Linked DNA regions of Rattus norvegicus: region 1 is linked to region 2. A link is a contact called in public HiChIP or PLAC-seq data. All regions are on one chromosome and are shown on one strand. Each heading gives the region's core, a stretch centred on a gene start, on an enhancer-like site or on the middle of the called end of the contact. The rest is flanking DNA. Distances are from core to core; before and after follow the strand shown. Region 1 holds the start of Vcpkmt (valosin containing protein lysine methyltransferase). Region 2 overlaps LOC120103545 (a long non-coding RNA gene).

What was found. HiChIP or PLAC-seq counts read pairs in DNA pulled down with a chosen protein or histone mark.
Region 1: an H3K27ac HiChIP or PLAC-seq map of oligodendrocytes shows a contact between it and region 2, with 5 times the contacts expected there. The contact joins the promoter of Vcpkmt here to the enhancer-like site in region 2. A contact is called at or near these places in 4 of 12 Hi-C or Micro-C datasets (the Rat2 cell line, Schwann cells, kidney and 1 more) and 1 of 1 datasets of contacts at active chromatin or transcription factors (oligodendrocytes).

What each region holds. Positions count from the first base shown.
Region 1 is chr6:93,776,944-93,780,096 of GRCr8, reverse strand. It overlaps Vcpkmt (valosin containing protein lysine methyltransferase), which reads left to right and starts at 1,697. Exons shown (of 5, transcript XM_063262661.1): 1 at 1,697-2,410; 2 at 2,514-2,619; 3 at 2,789-2,858. The coding sequence starts at 2,558. It overlaps Sos2 (SOS Ras/Rho guanine nucleotide exchange factor 2), which reads left to right. Exons shown (of 23, transcript NM_001135561.1): 23 at 1-1,126.
Region 2 is chr6:93,708,707-93,711,657 of GRCr8, reverse strand. LOC120103545 (a long non-coding RNA gene) reads right to left here. Exons shown (of 7, transcript XR_005505998.2): 7 at 823-2,951. Among named protein-coding and RNA genes, the nearest start is that of Vcpkmt, 68 kb to the left of the region's middle. Within about 2 kb of position 1,342, at least 35 of the 93 cell types and tissues checked have an H3K27ac peak or open chromatin away from gene starts, as enhancers often do. A contact at or near this core is called in Schwann cells and kidney, where this site is marked.

The sequences.
Region 1 (3,153 bases), core at 448-2,947, 68 kb before region 2:
GACAGCCAGGGCTACACAGAAAAACCTTGTCTCAAAAAGTCAAAACCAAAACAAAAAGAAAAGAATCTGAAATACTAAAATGCAAAAGCCCCTCCTCACCGTGGCCCTCAGGGGATCAGTAGCACTGCCTGATCAGCTCCTCCGTGCTGCCCAAGGCCAGTATAACGAATCTGTATTGCACTGTACTCTGCTAGAACATGGCTGAGAACGTTTCTGACTGCACTGACAGGGGCTAGCCTCGAGGGAGCTCTCAGGCCTGAGTGATAGATGCCTTTTTAAGACAATGAATTTACGCAGATCCAGAGGATGTGTGGTGGTATTACTGGTTTTTAACCCTCTGACCACCTTCTAGCTTTTAACTTCGTTTGGTTTTTACATCTAGGAGAATTATGAATAATACCCACTGTTCTTAAACTCTTTGAGGCCATGTCTTAAATGTCAGTATTTGCTGCTGAAGACAAAACGGAAAATAGAATGAAATAATAGAATGCACTGTGTTTATTATTTTGGTAAGATTATAAACAACTCTGTATAACCTGATTACAGAAGGGCATGTATCTCATTAAGATGTGCCTTTTGTTTTGCAGTGTGTGGTGTCTTTAGCTAATGATTTGCCTATTGTTTGGGAAAACAAAATTAATATGCCATATATGTACAGTTTATTTATATTGTATATATTTAAAGAAAATGCTAATAACCTATATAAATGTAAGTGACTTGAGGCCTATAATACAATCTGCTATTTTACTAATTTGTAAGTCCAGAACAAAAGTTTCTTATGGCATAAGAACCAACTGCCATCTGCCTTGTCTTCACACCTATTAACTGTCTTTAATCTCGTGTTAACTGAAATTTTTAAAGTTTTTCCAGATTAGTAATATTTAAACAGAAAATACTTTAAAAGCTTTATTAAATTTTTTTTTTAATCAGACAGGATAAAGCTTTTCCCATTTGGATACTCTCGTTCAAAGTGATCAACGTATGTTGTGCTGATAGTGCAGTAGCCCCCATTGTAAAGTAGCCAAAAGCCATGTTGTTTATCTACTGGTCTGTGGCCTTCTACTGTGCTTTGCATCAGAGTTCTTAACAAGGTTAATAAATCACCTCAGTCTTAATTTGTAAAAGACTTGCAATGTCGTTTTTATCACAAAGAACTAGAAGAAGCTGGGTGTAGTGGGGAACACCTGTAATCGCAGCACTTGGGAGATTAAAGACTGAAGCACTGAAGTTCAAAGCGAGACTCAACTACTTGGAGAGTTTGAACCTACTTGGGATACAGAAGACCATCCTGAAAACAAAAAACAACAAAGCTGAAAGAAATGTAGAAAAATGAATATCTTATCGTGTGTGTGTGTGTGTGTGTGTGTGTGTGTGTGTGTGTGTTGCATACCAGAAGACCATCCTGAAAACAAAAAACAACAAAGCTGAAAGAAATGTAGAAAAATGAATATCTTATCGTGTGTGTGTGTGTGTGTGTGTGTGTGTGTGTTGCATACCAGAAGACCATCCTGAAAACAAAAAACAACAAAGCTGAAAGAAATGTAGAAAAATGAATATCTTATCGTGTGTGTGTGTGTGTGTGTGTGTGTGTGTGTGTGTGTGTGTGTGTGTTGCATACCAGAGATCCAATTGGAAAGTCAAGCCAACATGCAGGTCTCTCCTACTATCTGAGTCCTGGAACTCAGGTACTTGGTCTTACTGGTCATCTTTTGGCTCTGTGGGATTTAAATGTTAGAGGATTAACCTTTCTTTTCAGTTAAAAGCAAGTAGCACGTTCCAAGCCACCACTTTTATGCACTCATATAACAAAGAAGCACAGTACAAAAACTTCTTGAATGTAACCATTTTTGGTAGGACCTGGGTAGCTGCCTAGATTTATAGTCAACAGCTGTGAGTGAGCTATGGAAAAAGCACTGTCGTTTGCTTAAAGAGCGCTTAAAGAGCTGATCAAAGTAGCAGGCAGCTGGGCCACTCCCAGGTAGATTCTGCGGGTTTCTACCGCCTTCCGGGCTTTGAGAGTCACGCATGCGCTTTGAACAACCGCTTTGCCGCTGGGAAGTACGGGTCCTGCGTGAGCGTGACGTCAGCACGTACCGCAGCCTGTGGCGGGCAGGAGCTGGAATATCGTCCGCCGAGGAGCGGGAATACCGTCCGTCGTGGAGCCGGAGGTGGAGGATCCGCTCTGGAGCTTTGTGCGGGTTCTGGAGAAGCGAGATGGGACCGCGCTTCGACTGCAGCAGTACGGCTCCGGAGGCGTGGGTTGCGTTGTGTGGGACGCCGCCATCGTCCTTGCCAAATACCTGGAGACGCCGGGGTTTTCTGGCGATGGGGCCCACGCTCTGAGTCGGCGCTCGGTGCTGGAACTGGGTTCCGGCACGGGGGCCGTGGGGCTCATGGCTGCGACCCTCGGGTAAGAGCTGGCGGGAAGGCATCAGTTCACCGGCGGGAAGGCGTCAGGTCACCGGCGTGCAGCCGTGCGCCTGTACCTCAATCGAGGTTGTTTTTTAGGGCAGATGTTATAGTCACTGATCTTGAGGAGCTACAAGACTTGCTGAAAATGAATATTAATATGAACAAGCATCTTGTGACTGGTTCTGTTCAAGCCAAGGTACTGAAATGGTTTGTATGGCCTTTCAGCTTGTTTTAAGATAACCGCTTACTTGTGCTTTAAATGGCATTTTGCACAACGCATGCTTAATATGATGGAAAGTTTCTGCTTTTCGTTTCTAAAATGAACACTTTAAGTCGTCAGAGCATCAGTTAAAGACATATGTTTGACATTTTTAAGGGGTGATGACATAGAAGACTTGATGTCACCAGACTACATATTAATGGCGGACTGCATATACTATGAGGAGGTGAGTATGAAGCCAGCTAGTAGTTGAACTGTGTTGTCCTGAAGCCCACAGCTCTCCGTAGTTTCACACCTCCAGGTGTGGGATATTTTTCTGTAGGTGATGAGGCAAGTAAGAGAAGACAAATTATCAAGGGCAACACAATCTTACAATTCAGGATAAGCATACAGGCCTGTGAGTGGTGGTTTGGAGGCTTTTTGTAAAACTTTAAAAGGATTTTCCGGTTTGGATAAATTCTGGAAAACTAAGATACCTTCTGTTTGTTCATTTGTTTTTTCTTTCCTTTTTTTTCTTACCT
Region 2 (2,951 bases), core at 93-2,592:
GTACCCAGAAGGCTCAGGGTTATCTAGCCCAGTGTGTGCAGCATGTCAAAAACAAGAGAGACCCTGCCTTTCCACAGAAATTGAGACCAAATCCCCAAAAGTTGTCCTCTGATCTCCACACACAGGTGTGCACACACAAATAAAAAATAAATACATTTCAAAAACCCAATAACCACCCCCCACACACACACACACCATAACCAATAACAAGAACAGGCTGTGAGAATTGGATACAGACACCATCCTTGAGAAGTGGGGAGAGAAAAAGGAGAAAACAAAATGTCCGCATCACTCCACTAGGACGGAAATACCTAGGGCAAGTCAGACTGTCCACCTCAGCTGTCTGCACATCTAGCAAGGCAGGTAGGGCCAGGCTGGGGTCTCAGGAGGCCACATAGTCTATGGGACTCCTCAACTGTCCCTGAATTGTTGAGTTTTTAATGGAGTAGGTCAAGTTCAATTAAACGCAAGCCAGAGAGGTGTTTTCTGTGTTCAAAACAGGCGGCCTTTTCCTAGAGTCCTGCTCCAGACTCATGAGGTAGATTTTCTCCACTGTGAGGCAATTACTCAGAGAAGCTGGGGCGCTTGCCTGAGATGGGTGCTGGAAGAGCTGAGGCAGGCAGGCACGCCATGCTGTTTCTCCAGTGCTGCCTGGCTCTTCCTTGGAGAAATCTCCAGACTCCTAACTCCAGCACAATTCCAGGCAGACTTGAAATCACATCAAGTAGTTGTCTCCCCTCCCACCTCACCCACACTATGGTGTGTGTGTGTGTGTGTGTGTGTGTGTGTGTGTGTGTGTGTGTGTGTGTTGGGTAAGATTTTGGCTACTGTCCTGGGAATCTTTCCTGAAACAAGACCAGGACTGTTTTTAATTAACATTGAGAGAAAAGTGTGACCCACACTGAGAAAGACTTGCATTTGCACTGGTTTTGAGAGAGCTACAGAGCAGGCACAATGTTTGCATTTCCTCTTACTTGGAGAGGCCACCAAGAAACTAGCCACTCCCTGACATTCTGGGACCAGTCTTCTGAGACCTGAGGTTCTGAAAGAGTCGCATCTGGCACTCCCCATGGAGGGGCCCTCATGCAGTCTCAGCGCGTATTGGAGTCTCGTGCCTTTTGACAACGTTGCCACTGAATGAGAAGCACAATCGCCCCTCTTGTTCCTGTTGGCAGAAACTGGCTTCTGGCTCTAACGTCTTCATTTCCTCTACATCTTTGTTTCCTTTAGTGCTCTCTCTCTCTCTCTCTCTCTCTCTCTCTCTCTCTCTCTCTCTCTCTCTCTCTAACAGCTGGAGAAATGAGGTGGTTGGCTCACAAACAACAGACTCTGACAGAGCCTCCCATCCTCCCCAGCTGCACCAAATTAACTTGGCATGATTTTGCATACTTCGAGGCCATGCATTGCAAAGGGATGCTTCTCCACTCCGCTGCTGACTCCTGACCTCAGACCAGGCAGCCCGCCTCCACCCCTCCTGGTTTGTTTGTACCTTGTGTTCTTCTGAAAGGAAGGAAACAGCCTTATTCTTGTACCTTTAAAATAGAAGCTCCCCAGAGGTTCTGAATCTACACTTCAAAGGCAAGAGAAAAGCCTTAACCTAGATCAGCAGTACTTCAGGAAACTGATGCTTTTAGCTACAGGTTTCCTGGAGAGGAAGCAAGGTGGAGGAGCTCATCTTGGTATGTGCAGGTGAGTAGCTCGGAGCCTGCAGTTCTGGACCCACCAATGAGTGAGTTTATCAGAAAAACCAAGTGGCGTTGTGTTCTTGTGCGCACACACCCTTGTGGGATTGTGCTCTCGTGAATTCTTGTGGGATGCCTTTTGTTCATGTCAGAAACCTTCCTGACTTGGAAGTGTTCGTATGGTAGACAGGGTGAGGTGCGACTCACAGGGAGTGTATGAGGAATCAGTACCAAGTGCCTGCTCAGTCCTTACTCCAAAAAGCATCACCAGGAATTGTCTCAATTGAAAAGCCAGAGGCCTGAGAACTCCTTCTGTTCTCTGAAGTTTCAGAATAGCTAAAGTGTCGGGGTCCCCGCTGGCGGGGGCACTAAAGGAACTCCGTTTCTGCAGCACTTCAAGGTCCTTAAATTGTCTGGTTAGCATTTGCACCAAAGAGGTTCGCGAAATTGTGTTCAGGAGTAAGTATAAGTTCACAGTCCACAGCAACTCTTCCCACGGCCTGGAAAAGTCCCAACCCTGTGAATCTCTCCCCAGGCCTCAAGGGAAGCTTCTTTCAAGCTGATCGTTTGCCTGGGTCTCATCTCCTGGAGTTGGACCTTCTTGGAGGTCTCTGTTGAAAGCATATATTCACTTTTTTCCCCTAGGAAAAGTGCAAAACCAAGAAAGGAAATGCCTGTTTGTTTGTTTGTTTGTTTGTGTCATTGTATAGTGAACTACTCTTAAACTCAGCAGTTTAAAACAATGAGTGTCATCTCAGTTCTATCGGTTAGAAACCTGGCTTGCCTTCTGGTGGCTCTGGCCTGTGGTCTCAGCGGAATCATTCACTGAGACTGAAGTTATACCAACACTGCTGGGGCAAGATCTGCCTGCAAACTCAGTCATGTGGTCACTACAAGCTTAGTTCCTTTCTGGTTGACTGCCCAGAGACACAGCTCCTCCCAGCCTCTTACTCCCTGCCTGCGAGTCTTCAGGATGTGGTAGCTTCTTCATTCCCCCAGAGTGACTGAGCCAAGAGAAACATGGAAACCAAGGCAGTGGCTGCACATAGTTCTCTCTTTCCTCCCCTCACCTCAGAACCCTATTCTAGGTCATACAGAACAAAAGCCTACAGGGTGTGTCCAGCCTTGAATTGCTTCATTTTGTAAGTCAACCATCATTTCAGCATAATGACTGAAATAGAACGATCCTGCCTCTTATTTATACTCGAAAAGAAACCACCATCTGCCAACATACCAGGAACCACAAACTGATAAATAATTAAGCTTGTG